Regions from separate parts of the Mus musculus genome. Here all the other regions are linked to region 1. Evidence: chromatin contacts called from public Hi-C and promoter capture Hi-C data. All regions are on one chromosome and are shown on one strand. The core of a region is the stretch at or near the end of the contact, and the rest is flanking DNA. Distances in the headings are between cores, read along the strand shown. Region 1 holds the start of Hivep1 (human immunodeficiency virus type I enhancer binding protein 1). Region 2 has its middle 53 kb from the start of Gm32555. Region 3 overlaps Hivep1 (human immunodeficiency virus type I enhancer binding protein 1). Region 4 has its middle 46 kb from the start of Gm22157.

Evidence for each region. Promoter capture Hi-C pulls out the DNA fragments that hold promoters and counts their contacts. A called contact is a pair of places that touch in the nucleus more often than the background predicts.
Region 2: a promoter capture Hi-C map of 3T3-L1-derived adipocytes shows a contact between it and region 1, with 5 times the contacts expected there. The contact joins the enhancer-like site here to the promoter of Hivep1 in region 1. A contact is called at or near these places in 2 of 39 promoter capture datasets (the 3T3-L1 cell line and 3T3-L1-derived adipocytes), 9 of 484 Hi-C or Micro-C datasets (adipose-derived mesenchymal stem cells, beige adipocytes, brown adipocytes and 5 more) and 1 of 115 datasets of contacts at active chromatin or transcription factors (embryonic stem cells).
Region 3: a contact with region 1 is called in a Hi-C map of bone marrow-derived macrophages, with 3 times the contacts expected there. The contact joins the enhancer-like site here to the promoter of Hivep1 in region 1. A contact is called at or near these places in 6 of 39 promoter capture datasets (the 3T3-L1 cell line, the HPC-7 cell line, HPC-7-derived erythroid cells and 2 more), 1 of 15 datasets of contacts at CTCF or cohesin (the G1E-ER4 cell line), 34 of 484 Hi-C or Micro-C datasets (B cells, DN2 thymocytes, the G1E-ER4 cell line and 22 more), 9 of 115 datasets of contacts at active chromatin or transcription factors (DN3 thymocytes, the HPC-7 cell line, T-cell acute lymphoblastic leukemia and 5 more) and 3 of 9 other capture datasets (adipose tissue, liver and pancreatic islet).
Region 4: a contact with region 1 is called in a Hi-C map of CD8 T cells, with 2.7 times the contacts expected there. The contact joins the enhancer-like site here to the promoter of Hivep1 in region 1. A contact is called at or near these places in 3 of 39 promoter capture datasets (the 3T3-L1 cell line and 3T3-L1-derived adipocytes), 16 of 484 Hi-C or Micro-C datasets (CD4 T cells, CD8 T cells, adipose-derived mesenchymal stem cells and 10 more), 12 of 115 datasets of contacts at active chromatin or transcription factors (CD8 T cells, T-cell acute lymphoblastic leukemia, bone marrow-derived dendritic cells and 7 more) and 1 of 9 other capture datasets (adipose tissue).

The regions. Positions count from the first base shown.
Region 1 is chr13:42,050,507-42,055,162 of GRCm38.p6, forward strand. It overlaps Hivep1 (human immunodeficiency virus type I enhancer binding protein 1), which reads left to right and starts at 1,515. Exons shown (of 9, transcript NM_007772.2): 1 at 1,515-1,584. It overlaps Gm28707 (a long non-coding RNA gene), which reads left to right. Exons shown (of 2, transcript XR_001780922.2): 2 at 1-61.
Region 2 is chr13:41,965,887-41,969,949 of GRCm38.p6, forward strand. No RefSeq gene overlaps it. Among named protein-coding and RNA genes, the nearest start is that of Gm32555, 53 kb to the right of the region's middle. Within about 2 kb of position 2,460, at least 9 of the 459 cell types and tissues checked have an H3K27ac peak or open chromatin away from gene starts, as enhancers often do. A contact at or near this core is called in 3T3-L1-derived adipocytes, beige adipocytes and brown adipocytes, where this site is marked.
Region 3 is chr13:42,147,819-42,152,250 of GRCm38.p6, forward strand. The region is part of intron 3 of Hivep1 (human immunodeficiency virus type I enhancer binding protein 1); the gene reads left to right. Among named protein-coding and RNA genes, the nearest start is that of Gm32778, 37 kb to the right of the region's middle. Within about 2 kb of position 2,398, at least 82 of the 459 cell types and tissues checked have an H3K27ac peak or open chromatin away from gene starts, as enhancers often do. A contact at or near this core is called in DN2 thymocytes, the HL-1 cell line, the HPC-7 cell line and 11 more, where this site is marked.
Region 4 is chr13:41,945,345-41,949,892 of GRCm38.p6, forward strand. No RefSeq gene overlaps it. Among named protein-coding and RNA genes, the nearest start is that of Gm22157, 46 kb to the left of the region's middle. Within about 2 kb of position 3,072, at least 26 of the 459 cell types and tissues checked have an H3K27ac peak or open chromatin away from gene starts, as enhancers often do. A contact at or near this core is called in CD8 T cells, T-cell acute lymphoblastic leukemia, memory CD8 T cells and 2 more, where this site is marked.

The DNA.
Region 1 (4,656 bases), core at 265-2,764:
GTTTTATGAATCCTACCCATTGGGTATTTCATTTAATAAAATAGAAGACATCTTACTGGAATATTAAAATGGTACTCTTTCATTGTAAGGCTGACATAGTATTACCCACCACCCGAGCTTTCTAGCTGCATAATCTTTGCTCCTATGACCAAATTTACTTTTTGGTAGGCATATTTTCTTCCTCTGCAAAACATTATTTTTGGCTCTAAGCTTGCCATTACCAAGTATTCCATTTTTAATAATTTCCATTCTGGGGCTTTGTGCTTTTCTTAGCTCCAGCAAGCTAGAGGTAGGACTTCCTCGGGGGATTTTAGGGGTCAACCGTTAGCAGGAACGACCTGGACATCTTTATGAAAGCCTAAGGGAGCAAAACAAGTTTGCACAGATGGTCAGCTGTTAGTGGGCGTATGATCGCTTAACAAAGAATATTTTTGTTTTGCGCCTTTTTTTTTTTAACACCTTATTCTTTCCAACTTTGAGGTGGCCCGTACAATCTTCTATCGGCTTTTTTTTTTTTTTGTGGATGCGTGTAATTTTTAAGTTCAAACTGCTAGTATTATGCCTACCCTTGAAAACCTGCTTCGTTCCCCAGAGTCAGCTCTCCTGATATTTCCAGAAGTTTCCAGTTCCCGTTCTCTAACGCTTTCTAGCAGCCGGGGTCAAACTCTGGTTTGTAATAAATTAGTCTGTCTTCCCTGTTCACTCCCCCAGAGTTCCAGAAGCCTGCTGGGTGGCTCCGCCCCGCACCCCCTCTTCGGCTTCCAAAGTTCCCTCGCGGGTTAGTCCCCAGCTGACAGGCAGCTAAGGAGGGGTTAACTGCGCTCGCCGCTGCTTAGGCTCTGGGAAGCACCGGCTCTCTCCGGAATAACCTTGGCTTTCCTCGGTCTTTTAATAGAACATCCGCCACCAAAAAAGTGGTTTCAGTTTAGGGCTTAATAACACGTCCCCTCTGACCCTCCAAGTCAACAACCCAGCCCCCTTTCATTCTCTCTCTCTTTTTTAAAAGTTATTTTTTAAAGTTAATGCGTTTCAAGTTTCACTATGATTTTCCCCTTCCCTCTACGCGGAGCAGAGGAAACCCCCTTGGGGTCCCCCCTCCCTCCAGGGTCCTCCTCCTCCTCCTCCTCCCTACCAGGGCCAGGGCGAGGGGCGGGGCTGGGAGACACCATGACGTCACCGGGCCGGCCCACAGCCTGCTCTAGAAAGTCAAAAGACGGTAAAGAGAATCCGGCCCCGCCCGGCCCCGCCCCTCCTCCCGGGCCAACCGCCCCCGACTGCGGCCCGGCCGGGCTTCCCCGGGCCGCGGAGCCCCGCCTCCGCTGCCGCCCCGCCCCGCCCCGCCCTTCGGGCCGCGCCTCCTCCTGCGTCCTGGGTCCCCGCGGCGGGGCCTGCGGCGGGCGGGCGGGCGGGCGGGGCGGCAGGGGGCCCCGGGCCGGCTTCACAGGAGCCCGCCCTCCCGCCGCAGCCCCCGCCCCGCCGCCCCCGGGGATCCCCTGCTGCCCCGCCCACGCGCGGGGGGAAGCCGCCGACCTTCGCCCTGGCCGCCCTCGCGCTGCCAGCCGTCCTCACGGACACCCGGGAGAGGTAAAGGCCGCTCTCCCGCCGGGTTCCACTCGGTCCCTCCCGCGCCCAGCTCGCGCCTCGGTGCCCGTCGGGAGGAGGCTCCGCTTGTGCTGATGTCCCGGTTGTCAAGTGCAGCGCAGTTCCCGACGGGTGCGGGGCCGGGCGCGGCGGTGGGGGCGCTGCACCCGGGAGAGCGCGGCGCGGGGGGCGGGGGCCGGGACCACCTCCCCCTGGCGGGCGGGCGCGCGGGTGTGCGTGTGAGTGAGTGTGTGCGCGTGTGCCGGCGCCGACCTTGCGGAGGGGATGCTGCGTGCGGGAGCCGCTTGCCACTTCGGCGGGTCCTGGCCGCACGGGCGGCGGGAGCTGCGGTCCTGCGAGCCCAGCAGGTACGGAGGGCCGGCCTCCTGGTCGCCGCGGCCGCTTCTCGCAGGAGGGCTCGGCGGGGCTGCGGGAGACCAGGCCGCGGCTTCCGCACCTCCCGGCTTTGTGGCTCGCTTTCCCTTTCGGTCTTTGCCCGGAGTGCCTGTTTACTCCGGGCCACCTGGGTAGTTTCCCTCCCCGTAGGGCGCGCGCCCGCCGCTGGTGGGTCGGGGCCGGTGGGTAGGGGCGCGGGGCGGCTTGGGCTCGCCGCGGGGTCGGGCTCCAGCCGGAGTTGCGGCTAGAGAGGGGAGGGGGCTGTGGCGAGGCTGGCGCGAGGAGGAGTCTCAAGGCTGCTGCTCTCGCCGACTCTGTCCTCCTCCTCCTCCTCCTCCTGCTCTCCGCATCCACTCTAGGCTCCTTCCGGAGCTGGCACTTCCATTCCCCCCTCCTTCTGGCATGCGAAGCGCTTTGTTCAGTGCAGCGTTGCAGAGGGGTTTTCCCAGGCTCCGCCCTCCACATTCATTCATGTTTTTTCTCCTTGTGACTGTCTTTACGCTTTTTTGATTGTGTCCTGTTTTTGCACCTTGTAGTATGTATTTCTTTCTCGAGAAAGAATGGTCGATCACTGGTCCTAGTCGCCACGGTGGTGCTGTCGTCTTTGAAAATAACCACTTCTCCACCGCGGATTTAAATGTGGGCTGGACAGCTAGGGACAGGGGGGCTGGAGGCTGCAAAACCGGGTCGCACAAAGCTGTTACAGGTTGGGAATTTGCATATTTTAACATTTAAGCTTGGGAGCTGTGGGAGGTCACGTGATCGGCTTACAATCCGAGTTCACGCTTTAAAAACTTCGTAATATCGTGACCGCTTAAAAGCTTTAGTTTTAATACGGAACGGAACACTTACAGCTTTATCTTTAAATTCTCTGTGCAGTCAAAACCTTTTTGGATGCTATAGCTGATGCCTCTGTGGTAGGGGGAGTTGAGGAGCTCTATCTTTCACCCATCATTGACCGTCCTGTTTCTTATTCTTCCCCTGGCGTTAGATTGGGGATAGTTTGTGTTATGCCGACTAATAGCCGTGTTAAGAGCCGTGTTGCTTACAGTCGCAAGCACGGTAATAGCCGCCTTTTCCTTATGCGTTTTAACTAAAGTGAAAACATACATCTAAAACCTTAGTCTGGGATACATGTTCTTTACCTTAGAGGCGTTCTTCCAGGGAATTAATATTTCAGCATTTTCATGTGGTAGGCAAAGCTTCTACATTGTGTAGCTTACTCCTCAGTCCTTAGCCCGTTTGGGGTGGATAATGTTTCCTGATTTTACAGCTTGGGAAATCTGATCTTCTTTTCTGAGAGCTTAAGTACCTTGAACAAGGCCACACAGAATGGGGTAAAGCCTGGCCTTGAACCTGGTCAGGTTTGATTCCAAAGTATGTCTTCATGATTTGCTGTGTCATTCATCCCTTTGGGAGGGGATTGTCCTTGGTAGGTAAATGTTATCTTCTCAGAGGAAATGGGCAAGGTGTCATGTGGGGCCACGTTCTGAGGAAGATTTCATAATCTCTCTCTAAACTTGTTTTTTTTTTGTTTTGTTTTGTTTTTTGTTTTGTTTTCTCTTTGTAAAATGGATGAATTGGAGTTGTTAATTTTTTTTTAATCTCTCCCAAAACTTTTTTCCCCTACCTCTGTAAAATGGCTGAGTTTGAGCAGTTGATTCGGTTGTTAGGATTAAATTAGGTGATAAGTAGAAACTCTACAGTAAACCCAATAAGTGTTCTCTTGTGTCGTGTACAGTAATAGATATGAGAGGTTTTAAACAAAAGCATCCTTAGTCTATTGTGTTTGCTTAGTGATTAAACTTGGTTTCACCCCATAGGGCCTGCTTAATGGGCTTTGCTTATCAGCACTGTTGCAGGAAGTTGAAGCTAAACTTTTAACTGATTATTGAGAAAGAATCTAGTGGAAGAGGAGAGAGGGAGGTTGCTGATTTGGACAGATGGGTGGTTAACTTTCAGGCACGTTCAACCTTTTGGCATTGCAACATAGGCTGGAGGACCTTGCAACAGAGTTACAAAAAAAAATCTCAAAAGAAATCTTGTAATGTTTTAAGTAAGTTTACTATTTTGTGTTAGGCAGCATTAGTAAAGGCAGCATGAGTAGAGATCTTCAGTCAGACTTAGTCCTTGGGCTGTAGGTTGGACATGCCTGTTGGGTCTTGGCATGATGCATTTCAGCTTGAAAAAGCAGAGTCAGGACAGACTAGGTTGTGCTGCAGTAACAAGTAATTCCCAAGCCTCAGATGCTTAAGTCAACAAAGGACTGCTTTTTGTTTAGGCAGCGTGATCATCTTGTGTCACTGGCAATGCAACTTTTTTAGTCACACATGCTGATTGGAACAGTGCCTGGCCTGTGCCAGAGGGGACAGAATGCTCTGGAATATCTTGCTTTGATAACTAAGTGCGCCAACATGGATTCGAGGCATGTCTGTGGTCTACTCAAAGGTCAACATGTAGCCGCTGATCACAGGCATGTGCAGTCCCGCCAAGGCATGTCAGCCATCACTGGGGAACAGCCACCATTGCAACTGTGCATGTTAACTGAGTCAACTGAAGTGACATGGCCAGGACATTGGGCTTCCCTTATAAATGACCATATGTATACAGCATAACTGTCACCTTACACTAACTTTCATTGTAACTAGCAGTGCTGTTCTAAAGTGAGCATTCTCATTC
Region 2 (4,063 bases), core at 1,210-3,709, 84 kb before region 1:
CCACAGGATGACAGCCAACAAATTTCTAATTCCTCATATTTTTGAATTTCAATGGATTAGGATATGTTGGTAATATTAATTTTCATATTAAGAGATATTAAGGAAAAGTGATTGTTATTTTTGTTGTTAGAGGTGGAATATCGTTTGTGTGGGTTTGCTGAAAGATTACTTTCTTGCTTCTTCTAGGGTGTAGTTTCGCTCCTTGTGTTGGTGTTTTCCATCTGTTATCCTTTGTAGGGCTGGATTTGTGGAAATATATTGTGTAAATTTGGTTTTGTCATGAAATATCTTGTTTTCTCCATCTATGGTAATTGAGAGCTTTACTGGGTATAGTAGCCTGGGCTGGCATTTGCGTTCTCTTAGGGTCTGTATGACATCTGCACAGGATCTTCTAGCTTCTATAGTCTCTGATGAGAAGTCTGGTGTAATTCTGATAGGCCTGCCTTTAAATATTACTTGACCTTTTTCCTTACTACTTTCAAAATTCTTTCTTTGTTTAGTGCATTTGGTATTTGGATTATTATGTGATAGTAGGAATTTCTTTTCTGGTCCAGTCTATTTGGAGTTCTGTGGGCTTCTTGTATGGTCATGGGCATCTCTTTCTTTAGCTTAGGGAAGTTTTCTTCTATAATTTTGTTGAAGATATTTACAGGCCCTTTAAGTTGTGAATCTTTGCTCTCTTCTATAGCTATTATCCTTAGGTTTTGTCTTCTCATTGTGTCCTGGATTTCCTGGATGTTTTGGGTTAGGAGCCTTTTGCTTTTGGTGTTTTCTTTGACGGCTGTGTCAATGTTTTCTATGGTATCTTCTACACCTGAGATTCTCTCTTCTATCTCTTGTATTCTGTTGGTGATGCTTGCATCTATGAGTCCTGATCTCTTTCCTAGGTTTTCTAACTCCAGGGTTGTCTCCCTATGTGATTTATTTATTGTCTCAATTTTCATTTTTAGATCCTGGATGTTTTTGTTCATTTCCTTTGCCTGTTTGATTGTGTTTTCCTGTAATTCTTTAAGGGATTTTTGTGTTTCCTCTTTAAGGTCTTCTAGCTATTTAACTGTGTTCTCCTGTATTTCTTTAAGGGAGTTATTTATATCCTTCTAAAAGTCCACTATCATCATCATGAGAAGTGATTTTAGATCTGAATCTTGCTTTTCTAGTGTGATGGTATATCCAGGACTTGCTATGGTGGGAGAATTGGATTCTGATAATTCCAAGTAACCTTGGTTTCTGTTGCTTATGTTCTTATGCTTGCCTCTCAACATCTGGTTATCTCTAATGCTACCTGCCCTGGCTCTATCTGACTGGAGCCTGCCCTTCCTGTGATCCTGGTTGTGTCAGAACTCTTCAGAGTTGAGATGTCTCTGTGATCCTGTGATTCTGGGATCCTGGGACCCTGGACGTGTTAGAGTGCCTGGGAGTAGAGCTTCCTCTGGGTGTTGTGGGACTGGCTGCGGAGTTTGCACCCAAGGTCTGCTCAGGGCACCGACCCAGCTAAATAAATCTTGAAAGAAAGAAAGAAAGAAAGAAAGAAAGAACGAAAGAAAGAAAGAGGAAGGAAGGAAGGAAGGAAGGAAGGAAGGAAGGAAGGAAGGAAGGAAAGAAATGGAAGGAATCCTAAGTCGAAAGGGAAGTTCCAGAAGTGAGGCCTCTTGAGTGCTAGACAACGCTGTATTTCTGACCAAAGATTTGCCTGAAAGCCTAAGATTTACCTAAGCTCAATATAGATTTGGTAAATACCCCAAAGTCTAGTCTTAGTGGAGATTCCAGGGAAACATGGCAGTGGAAAAACTTCAAAGCCAGAAGGAGAAACCAAATGAATACACCCTAAAACGATGTGTAAGTACCGAAGAACTCACATATAAGATGCAGTGAACAATGTTCCTACCAGCCATACAAGGCTCCTAGGCAGAACCCCTGGGGAGCTGTACTCTCCTCTCCTGACCTGGCAGTTTAGGAGGCAGAAAACTGAAGGGAGATGTCTCTGGGTCTGACCTCTCTAGTACCACCCCTCAGGAAGCAATTTACAAATCTAAAAAATACAGCAGCAAAAACAAACTCAGCCCGAAGCAATCTGAGGGCGTTTATACTCTTTATAACTCTCTTCTTAGAAGTGCTACAGTTTAGTTAGTGCCGGTTGATGAAAAAGACTTTATGGCCCAGCCTAGAACATAATACCAAACTGCCCCCTCATCTCTCTAGTCTATCCTTAACAGCAAATTGCTTTCAAAGAAGGATTGAAACAGTAGCTTTGTTGTTTGGTTGGGAAACACACACTGAGTATAGGATGGTATACTTACTGGTGCTTTTAAAGCAAACACTAACATCTCAGCAAAGGCTTAATGAATTTGAGCAAGCTAGTAAACAGGGTAAAATTTCATTTACTGGGCTGACTCTTGGTCTCCAAACTATTTTCAACTTTCACTTATTTTTATTTCACAAACAAGAGCAGCATGCTCGAGTAAGTCTTACACAGGTTTTGCAACACGTTTACAAGCACGGTTCTGTGTGACAAAGAGCACTTTTAGCACCCTGGGCAGCTTGACCACACAGAGGAAAGAGAGGTTGTTTAGTCTGATCCACCGTGTCTTTTCAAAGCCTTTAGGTCGATTTCCCTCCATCTCCCGTTCTGGAGATGAGAAGGAAAATTAAAAAATACACCGTGCAGCATTTTCAGAGCATAGACTCTTGTATTGAGCTGCAAGTCCTTCCTCACTGGCCCACTTCATTAAAGGAGCTGACTTCGTTTTTTGTTTGGTTGTTTGTTTGTTTGGTTGGTTTTTTTGTTTGTTTGTTTGTTTGTTTGTTTGTTTGTTTGTTTGTGGGGGGAAGCTGTGAGACTCTTTCCACTAGGTCGGATCAGTTGAAGAAATGGCCTTCCCGATGCTTTCAGCGGTAGCTATTCTGAAAACATGACAGCACATCTTCAATACACTTTTCTCTCTTTCTCTCTCTCTAAATCAATGCGTAATGCATTTGTAAGGCGTCTGCCCTTTCATAAAAGGATGCAGCGTCAGCAAACTGGTTGGTCGGAACCATTAGCATCTTACTTCATCCCTTTTATCCTTTGTATCTGTTACCTCAAAGGCCCTTTCACGTCAGCGGTGTACCCTGGGCGGCAGAGGGAGGGGACGCGCCTGTGCTCTATATGAGAGCCTGCTTAAACATGAACGAGACTTTTGAGAGTGACGCTCTCTGCAGATCCTGTGCTGAAGATGAGGGCTGAGGTATAACGGGACCCCAGCCTGCACAGGAAGTAGGAGAGAGAACACTAGTGCCTGGAACATCCCACAGGTGCTCTGCTTATCTGAAGATGAAGGAGAGAGAACCTGACTCCGTGATCTGTCACCTAAAACTAGTCATTGTTTGCTCTGAACTGTATTCACATTAGTGTGTTGTTGCACCTGATAGTTTTTTTTTTTTAAAACATCAGTCATTTGTAAGGGAGGGAAGATATCCCCTCCTACCTACCTGTTCCTCTTAGTTCTCCTGGGAATCATAGGAACTTAGTCAATGCAAGGCTAATTATCAAGAGAACACACAAGCTTTTTAAAATTTGCATATATATGAGTATCTTCTCAGGAGAACAAAAGCCGAAAAGACATAATGACTCGTTACTTTTGTACTCTGTCTAAGATAGGTCTCTCCGTAAAGGCATGACAGGATAAAGAGATCTGTGGGCAGTGTGGTAAGATTCTAGGGATGTCTCTAAGGCTGATGGGAGATGGAGGTGACTGCAACTGGATGCTTTATTAAGCTTCATTACAATCCCAAGCTGGAGTCGTTGGTAATAAAGGCTGCTTCCCAATTTGATACAGGAGGACTCGCCTCCCAAAAGAATCTTGCTTATTCACGTAAATGGCCCATTTAGTGGGAGCGACTTCACTTCATACCTTCAATCTAATTTATTCACTTAGATATCTAGAGAACGCCTGTGTCGCTATGAGAGCTGTTGATTTTTTTAATGAACACACATATTTGATTTTAGGAGTGGTCTAGAGCCACAGTTATGATTATACCCACACTCTGTGTATGCATTTTACTGAGTTACTTATTCGCCTAGTTG
Region 3 (4,432 bases), core at 1,148-3,647, 98 kb after region 1:
TTCCATACAGCTGGGGATTTTCCATCTATCTCACATTATTTATTTCTAGTTGAATTTTGTTGCAGCTAGAAGACATGGTGTGCTCATTTAACTTTTTATGAGTCTAGTTTGACCTTATCGGATACAGTCTGCTTTTATTGCTCCAGATAATTCACTTTTATTTTCATTTACTAAGGTTATTATTATTAATTATATTAATGTGTATGATGCAGGGCATTGAACCCAGTGCCCTGAATTTTGAGCATTCACTCTGACATTGAGCTATACTCCTGACCATGCTCACTGCCCTGACATTCTATGAATGAGAGTGTGGGCTCCATCAAGGTGTCAGGGGCTGTTTCTTTCTAGAGGTAGTGAGAATAATGTGTTCTTGCTCACTTAGCCTATTGGCAGCATTGGGTATTGTGGCTAGACTCTCAAGGGCAGTACAACCATTGGATCAGCGTTTCTTTTCTCCAGTCATTCTCTCATTCGTATTTCTTCTTTATTTTGGTACAGCAGGTTGAACCCAACAGTTTGCATATGCTAAGCACCTGCTGTCTGAGCCAGCTTTGCTTGCTGTAACAAAATACCTGAGACTGTTGTTAAAGGAAGGAAAGGTTTTTCCAGGTTCAGTTTCTTGGTGACCCAGCTCTATGCCTTTGTACAGGAGGCAAAACAGAGAATCTTGGAGAGACTGTTCAGCTCCTGACAACCTGCCACAGAGGAACAGAAAGGCCAGGGACTTCTCTTTGTGAAGACCTGTTCCACAGTATTACAGTCTGATTATGAACCCATTAGTTGGTCAATCCCCTGAAGAAGTCTTGAGTCCTCACGATCAGTCCAGCTAACTCTCCAAAGTTCCACCTCTGAGCACAATTGCCTTGGGGTCAGGACTCTGGGCCCCTGAGTCTGAGGACACTCTGCATCTACAGTCTACCCTGGGCTCTCGCTCTCCGGCACACCCTGGCTTCTCTGTAGCTTTGTAGCCAGTAGGGGCAGGTCGAATCTTCTAGCCCAGTCTCTTACCTGACTGCTGGTTAGCCAGAGACTCTGCTGTGAAGTTTGAAAGGATCTCACTGTAATTCAGGGTAATTTCTTCATTCCAAAGTCCATGACCTCATCAGGCCAGCACAGCCTCTTTAGCACTTAAAGAAACCTGCACACTTGTTCCAGGTATCAGGGAGGTCACATTTTGCTGGCCATTGTTTTGCTTCCCACATGGCTATGCTCATGAGAGCATCTTTAAGGTGGTGGACTTCAAAGCAGAGCAGTAATGCCAGCCATCTTAGGATTCCTTTCCCGTTACACTTCCAGATCTTATATATAAGCTTAGATTCAGGTTAACGGGCTCAGCGTTTCAGTACAGGTCTCCTGACAGGGAAGTTTCGGATTAAGTCTTTGTTTTGCCTTCGTATGTATGGGAGTGCTGTAGATGCACGTATATATTCATGTGTGTGCATTGCGTGTATGTACTGGGGGCAGGCACTGACACTGGTTTCTTCCTGAGTTATTCTTGTTTTCTGAGACAGTTTTTTTTTTTTTTTTTTTTTTTCACACACCAAGCATGGAGCTCAGGATTCTGCAAGGCTAGCCAACTAGCCCAGGAGTCCTCCTGTCTCCACTTTGCCTGGTGCTAAGATCACAGACATGCACTGTCACACTGTCCCCTCCCCTCCCCTCCCCTGTGTTCCTCTTGCCTCCTCTCCTCCTCTCTTCTTTTTTCTTGAGTGTGGCTTCGGGGGATCCAGGCTGCATGTGTGCGTGCTCCGCCCCTTCCTAACAGGGCCGCATCTCTGTCCTCTGCTGTAGCTTTGTTGGTGAGCGCTGAATTGCTTCTCAATACAGCATTTTAGGCTGGCAGTTTAGTCTTCTTTAAGTGGTGTAAGAGTGAAGTAGATAAGAGGTTGGAAAGATAGGTGAGATTTAAGCAGCCGCCACCACATTACCATTACTTGATCATATATTCCTGGTTAATATTTCTTGATCATCTTCCTGGAGGGAAGGAAGAGCTTGGCAGTGAAGTGTTGTGGCTTCCTGTGCCTACTGTGTAAATCCCCACCTCTCCTGCTTTGTATTCAGGGCTGAGGATCAGCTGCTGGCAGAATACCTTTCCCACTGTGCCTTCCTCTCACTCTGCTGGTCTGTGTGCAGCCTGGTTTGCATGCTGTTCCCCATGTGTGTTTTAAACGCGTTTTTTGCACACCACGTTCATGAAACCTCCTTGACTTGAAAGTGCTTCCTTCTGCTCCCTGCCCAGGACTGAGTCAGAGATGTGCCACCTACGTGAACGTGTCTTCATTCCCGATAGTCAGTTGTCTTTGTCCTCCCTAGCTTCCTGATTATACATCCTCTTTGTTATGCATTTGATTGCCTAGTTCTCTGTCTTGTGGCTTCAGTCTCCTCCTCTGTCCTGAGGAGAGCTTCCTGTCTGCACACACACTCAGCCTCTCACCCTGAGAAATCGCCCTTCTCCCCTGTTAGTAATATCTGGGCTTTGCCCTTCCTGTCCAGCTTCCCAGGGAGAGATCCAGCTTAGCTGGGCCCTGAGCTCAGCCCCCCTCCCCACACTAGCCCCGTGGCTGAGGTGGATTTGGCCCCTGGGTCCCACTGACCATGCTTTCAGACCTGAGCCCATCCTCCCCATTCCTATGCCACAAGCCTGGTCGCTCTCCTTAATGCCATCGTGTGTGTTTAACACCCTGGGCCACAGGAGTGCCCAGGTTCTTCACTGTCATGGGTGTCGTTGCATCTTTCCAGGTCCTACCTTGTTGATTCCCACTCCTAGCTTAGCCTTAAGTCTAGCAATTACCCAGGCCTCTAATATCAGGCCTCTTTTCCTCTCCACAGCATGTTTTCTTTGGCTGGTCACTTGTTTACCTTTACAAAAAACAGCCCTCACTGTGCATTCCCAGATATCTGCCTCTTAGCCTAGACCTCTCTCTAGGGACAGAAAAGAATGTGCCTGTATACTTCATGTATCACAATTTTCAGCTTGCCGTGCCATCGTAGTAATTATTTTAAACGGTTCTGTAGTGTTACGTTAACTGCACTGCCATCATTAGCCTGGCCATCTTCCTGCTGACAATGACTGGTCCTCACTGTCCACCTGTGGTCCACAGTCCCACACACGCATGGGGAAGTGAGCGTCTGTGGTTGCCAAGTAAAGGGCCCCCCTCCCCTCTCAAACCAGCTCAGTGCTCCCATATAAAGCCAGGAAACCTTTGTAGAACTTCTGGAAAACTATTCTTAAGCCTTGTGCTTTGCCTCTGTTAAGAGTACTACCATCACTACTAGAACTGCTGACAGCTTTTCAGTCTGACACAGCCCTGGAAGAAGCTCGGAGTCCCCCTCTGCACAGCACCATCACCTGATCCCCTCCCGAGCACCTCTCATAGAGATCCAGCAGAATCAAGAAGGAATGGGTGGTGCAACTTCAAAAAGGCCTGGCGTGTGTCCTTGAGTGACTGGACTGCCCTTCCATATTCTCAGCCAGAGAAAGACAGGGAGAACATGAAAGATAGGAATCAATATGGCAGAAACTGAGTGTGACCATGAACACCAAAGTTAATGACGTCATAAATATTATTAACAAGAGCTCGAACTTAAGAGAATGAAATGAGATAAAATGGGGGTGGGCTGGCAGTGGGAGGAGATTTATGTGATACACACATCGTAGAGGGAAACAGTTCCATAAGTTGTCCTCTGAACTCTGCATGCTTCATGACATATAGACTGTCACACACCCAGATGGATATATATGCATGCATACATACATACATATATACATACATAAAATAAATACAATAAATTAAGAAAAGAGTGGTTGGGAAGATGGCTCTGTGGACACAGTGCTTGCTCTGTGAGCAGAGAACCTGATTTCAGTCCCCAGCATCCGCAGAAAAGCCAGGCCTGGTGGTACACGCCTGCAGTACCAGTTCTGGAGGGCAGCGAAAGGAGGGGCCTGGAGGTTTGTCAGCTAGCTGATATAGTGCAAAGGACAAGATCTAGCTTCAGTGAAAAACCTTGCCTTAAAAATTATACTGAAAAGCAATAGAGGAAGACACAATCTCCTCGAACTCTGGTCTTCAGATTGTACCTATGGACATACCCACACACATAGACACATAACACACAGGGGTACTATATATATATCCATATACATAGGTGTACAACACAAGTACACACACACAGGCATACAACACAGGTGCACCTCCACACATACATAGACAGATGTACTCAACACATCAGCATATTATGCAAATGTGCACACAATCATAGGCACACGACACAGGTGTCACCCACACATAGGCATATGACACAGGTGCACACACACACACTATACCGTGTACTAAAATTAAAGTTACACACCAAGAATTGACAATAGACATTTACAAATATAGCCGACATGTATGAAATGCAATGGCAAGTGACAGAAGGTCAGGTCCTATTG
Region 4 (4,548 bases), core at 1,822-4,321, 100 kb before region 1:
CAAATATGCTAAGAAACTTTGGGTGAATATAAATGACTGGGGGATTTGAAAGGGTTCTCAGGACTGTGCCACCACTCAAAGATGATGATAGCAGTGATGACGGATCAATGGTGTAATAATCAGGAATGGCCAGGAAACCCTGATTTGCAATTTGGGAGGAGAGGCAATAACAGCATGCACTGCCATGGAGACAATAGTATTAAATGGAACTGAAATGAAATAAACAAGCACGGGAGGATTAGCAAGCGGATCACACCGGGAGGCTGAGAAAATACTACATGACATTTGAGAGATGTAACGCTAAAACCAAGGCCTGGGATTTAAAATCCTTCTTCAGGGGAGTTTCTTTGGCCTGCGCAGAGCTTTCCAGAGGAAATGAATATAAGAGGTGATTTTAAATGTGTGAGGCAGACAGCTTGTTGGAGAGGAAGTCAAACAGAATTTTTTTCACGGAGCCCAAAGGAAGAAAGGAGAATATTTTGCCTTGGGAGTTCCAAAGAGGAAATGTAAAATGAGTCTCCATTATCCTGCTGTTACTGTCAGAGCCTACAGACTAGCTCTGTCAAGTAGTCACAGACACCTTAAAATGCTGTGGCAGGTACACGGTGCAGAAACAACAGAGGAGAAAGATCACCTCCAGAAAAATCACACTAGGGAATGCCAGAGGAAGCCTGTGCTATCTTCCTCCAACCACTGAGACATTGCTGTGCCCACGACCAAAGCCAGCAGGAGTGTTCTCAGTGGCATGCGGCTGTCCTCCAGGAGACAGAAGCTGTCCCTGCGAATGTGCTGTGAGCTTATTGGTGTCTTTCCTTGCCCAGTGGTCTGCTTCCAGACCCCCGAGATTTTTTTCTTTCTTTCTTTTTTTTTTTTTTTTTAGATTATGCCTTTCCGTGTTGTGTGACAACATTGCCACTCTGGATAAGGGATAGAAAGGTCGTCTGAGGATGCAGCTCTGCCAGGGAGCTGGGGCTAAGCAAACAGACAAACAAACAGAAAGAAGTCCTGTTGAGTGGCTTGATCTTGTGCGGGCCTTCTACAGGAAACTGTGAATGGGAGAGGAGGGGCGTTCGAGGTCCCACTTACAGCAGCAGCTTATGGCAGTGTGGTTACTGAGGGAGGGAGAGGTGTTTTCGTTCAGGGCTTTGCTTCCTGGTAGGTTGCTCTTCCCTTTGCACAGATGTATATAGCTCCACATATGGGAGTCACTCATTAGACTAAGTGGGTGATAGGAGCAGGATGCTACAGAGGAATAAGGGTGGATATGGCCAAGATACGTTGTATACATCTATACATTCTCAAAGACTCTTCTTTAAAGCCAGGCATGCAGGGAGTGGGGGGCAAAGACAGGAAGGACCCTGGTGATGACTGGCTAGCCAGACTAGCATATCCTAATTGGGAATCTCTGGGTCACTTAAGAGACCCTGCCTCAAAATCCAGTGTGGATGGATCCTGGGAAGCAACACACCTCAGGATGGCTTCTGGCTTCATTGCCACATTCACATATATATGGGCTTATCTATATGTGCTCACCTGTACACATGCACATAGAGAGAGGGGGGAGGGGGGAGGGAAGCTTGGAGAGAGGGAGGGAGGGAGGGAAGGAGGGAGGGAGGGAGGAGCTCTTTTCAGCCCATGATGGCAATGATGACCATACAGAGTTCCCTTATCAGAGACTAGAGTACTAGTGAATCAGGATAGAGGGAAATCATTTGGGTATAGTTCTATAATAAAAAAGAGATCTTCTAAACACTGTCAGGATAGGGCTGTACACAAACATTGGCGGAAAGGTATGATTTTCCAATATGCAATATTTAATGTTATGTTCAAATTTCAATAGCAGACAAATTAATAACTTGTGCCCAAGAACAATGCTTTTTGTTATTATAGGTATCCTTATACACTGGTGGCCTTCCACTCTAGTTAGTTAACTCTTCCACAAGGGTTGGATTACACCATTTTACTTGGCAAAAGAGGGCACACACGAACAATGCCCAGTAAACTCAGGGGAGGATGGTAGAATGGATGAGACCCTTGGCAAAGACAAAGTCCAAGAAGTAGGAGGATCTGAGAGGAGAGTGCTGATGGGAAGAGGGACACCCAAGAGGGGAATTAACTTGTGGGGTGGAACTTATACATGCACTCACATGTGCGTGCATGCAAGCACACACACACACAGGAAACATACACACAGAAAGAGACAGAGACAGAGACAAAGTCAAATACTCATACCCATTTCTGCTACATTGTGCCATGAATTCAATCAACAAATGATTATAAATACTCAGCAAAAAGTACTGTCTACCATAACTATGTTTAGAATACTTAAAAAACAAAAACAAAAACAAAACTTCCTAAAGGGTATCATTATCCCCTTAAAATGCAATGTAGCCACGAGTTACAGACATTTCTACTGTATTAACTATTTTTGGTCACTCTGGCATGCTTTAAAATTTATGACGGCTGGATGTTCTGATGCACACCAGTAAAACTGGCACTCAAGATGTTGCGATGGGAGGGTAGTCATGAGTCTGAAGCTAACCTGGACTACATAGTGAGTTTCAGGCCAGCGAGAGCCACTCAACAAGATCATCTATGGATATCAATCAACAAATGAGTGAATTAAAGTATGTTGAAGGAGGTGTTGAGATGCTAGGCAAATAATATGCCAATTTTAATAAGAAACTGAGTATTAATATGGATTTCAGTATCCTACAAGGGCACCAGCTTAGCTCTCCGTGCACATGAGGGATAGCTGAATGATGCCTGATCTTGCCTTTCCCTTATTATTTTTACTCTCTCTCTGTCTCTCTCTCTGTCTCTCTGTCTCTGTCTCTGTCTCTGTCTCTGTCTCTCTCTCTCTCTCTCTCTGTGTGTGTGTGTGTGTGTGTGTTCGTTCGTGTGTGTTTGTACAGGTGTCGAGAGAGAACAACATTCTAAAGAAAAGTATAATTTCTTCTTCCAAGCAGTTCAAAATCTGTAAAGAGGCCACAGCCAATATGGCAGCAGCTAGCACCCAGCAATGATAAGAAATCCTCCTGTGAATGTGCCTTCTACAGTAACCACACTGCTGTCTGAGGAGGAGTGCCTGAGGTCTTCTTTGTTTTTCTGTTGGTGGTTATGAGGTCACCCAGAGGAACAGTTTCTCCCCTTGTTGCCCTGGTAATCAAAAGCACATAATTAAAAGCTGGCTCGTGACAGCAACACATGTGATTCTGTGACCCAGGTTTTGGGTTTTTTTTATTTTTATTTTTATTTTTTATTTTTTATTTTTTTTTGTCCTGAGCAATCCTCATTAGACCACGTTAGATTCACAATAGCTTTCCACTCACACAGCAGATGCTGGAATGATCCTAAGTCAGGGAGAATTCCTAAGAATTCCCAACCAGGCAGTGGTGGCACACCACACACACCTTTAGTCCCAGCACTCAGGAGGCAGAGGCAGGTGGATTTCTGAGTTCAAGGCCAGCCTGGTCTACAGAGTGAGTTCCAGGACAGCCAGGGCTACACAGAGAAGCCCTGTCTCGAAAAACAAACAAACAAACAAACAAACAAACAGAATTCCCTAAACACAGAAGAGGTTTGAAACCTGATTTTACCCCCCCCCCCAAAGTAAAGAATTCACTCAAGTATTTTGGGTCTTCTAACAATCACACAAAGCAAGCTGTGGGTATCTGGTAGGGAAGCCTAAGATCTGGGATGAGGTGGCAGGGAGAGGGGGAGAAAAAAAGAGGGGGGAGGAGAAAAGAGGGGGGTAAGAAGGGGAAAGGGAGAAAGGAGGAGAAAAGGGGGGCAGGGGTAAAAGGATGGAGAAGACAAGAAGGCAGGGGAGATAGGCAAGCTAAGGATCAGAAAAGGTGGAAGGGGAGGAGGAGGGAGAAGGGAGGGGGAGAGAGAAGGAGAGGAAAGTGGAAGAGAGGAGGGACAAAGACGAAGCCCAAGGACTCTTGACCTCTGTCCAAGGCTCCCACGAGTCTGGATCACTGTTTGGATGAGTAGAGCCAGTCACAGCGGATGAGCTATTTCCTGTCACCTGGATGGTTGCTTCTGCTCACTGCACCAGCCATAAGCTGGGATGTTTGTTTGCTTGTTGGTTAGTTCGTTTAAGACTCTGTACTTCTAAGGCCTATTTGTTCACTTCTGTGACCGTCTTTTCTTGTTTGAAGAAAATTCTGGGAGAAGACAGCTGGGGAAATCCCCTGTGCTTTCTTAGGAGAAGTGGGGGTTAGGTTTTTATGGGTTTTAGACCTTTTTATTTGTTTTGCTTTGGTTTTAGAGACAAGGACTCATTGTATAGCTCAGGCTAGCCTTGAAAACACAATCCTCCTGCCTCAGGTTCCCTCGGGCACACCTAGGGCCTCCACATATCTTTTGAGACATGAATCTAAACACCTGTCCTACCAGGCTTTGGGGAAGTCTTTCCTCACAGTCATTTGAGAATAAAGGCCCTCAGCTTGGCCTGGCCACACAGGCCTGTAATCTCAGTTAATTGACAGACTGAGACCATAGATTGCAAGTTCAAAGCTACTCTGGGCTACCTGTGGGAGC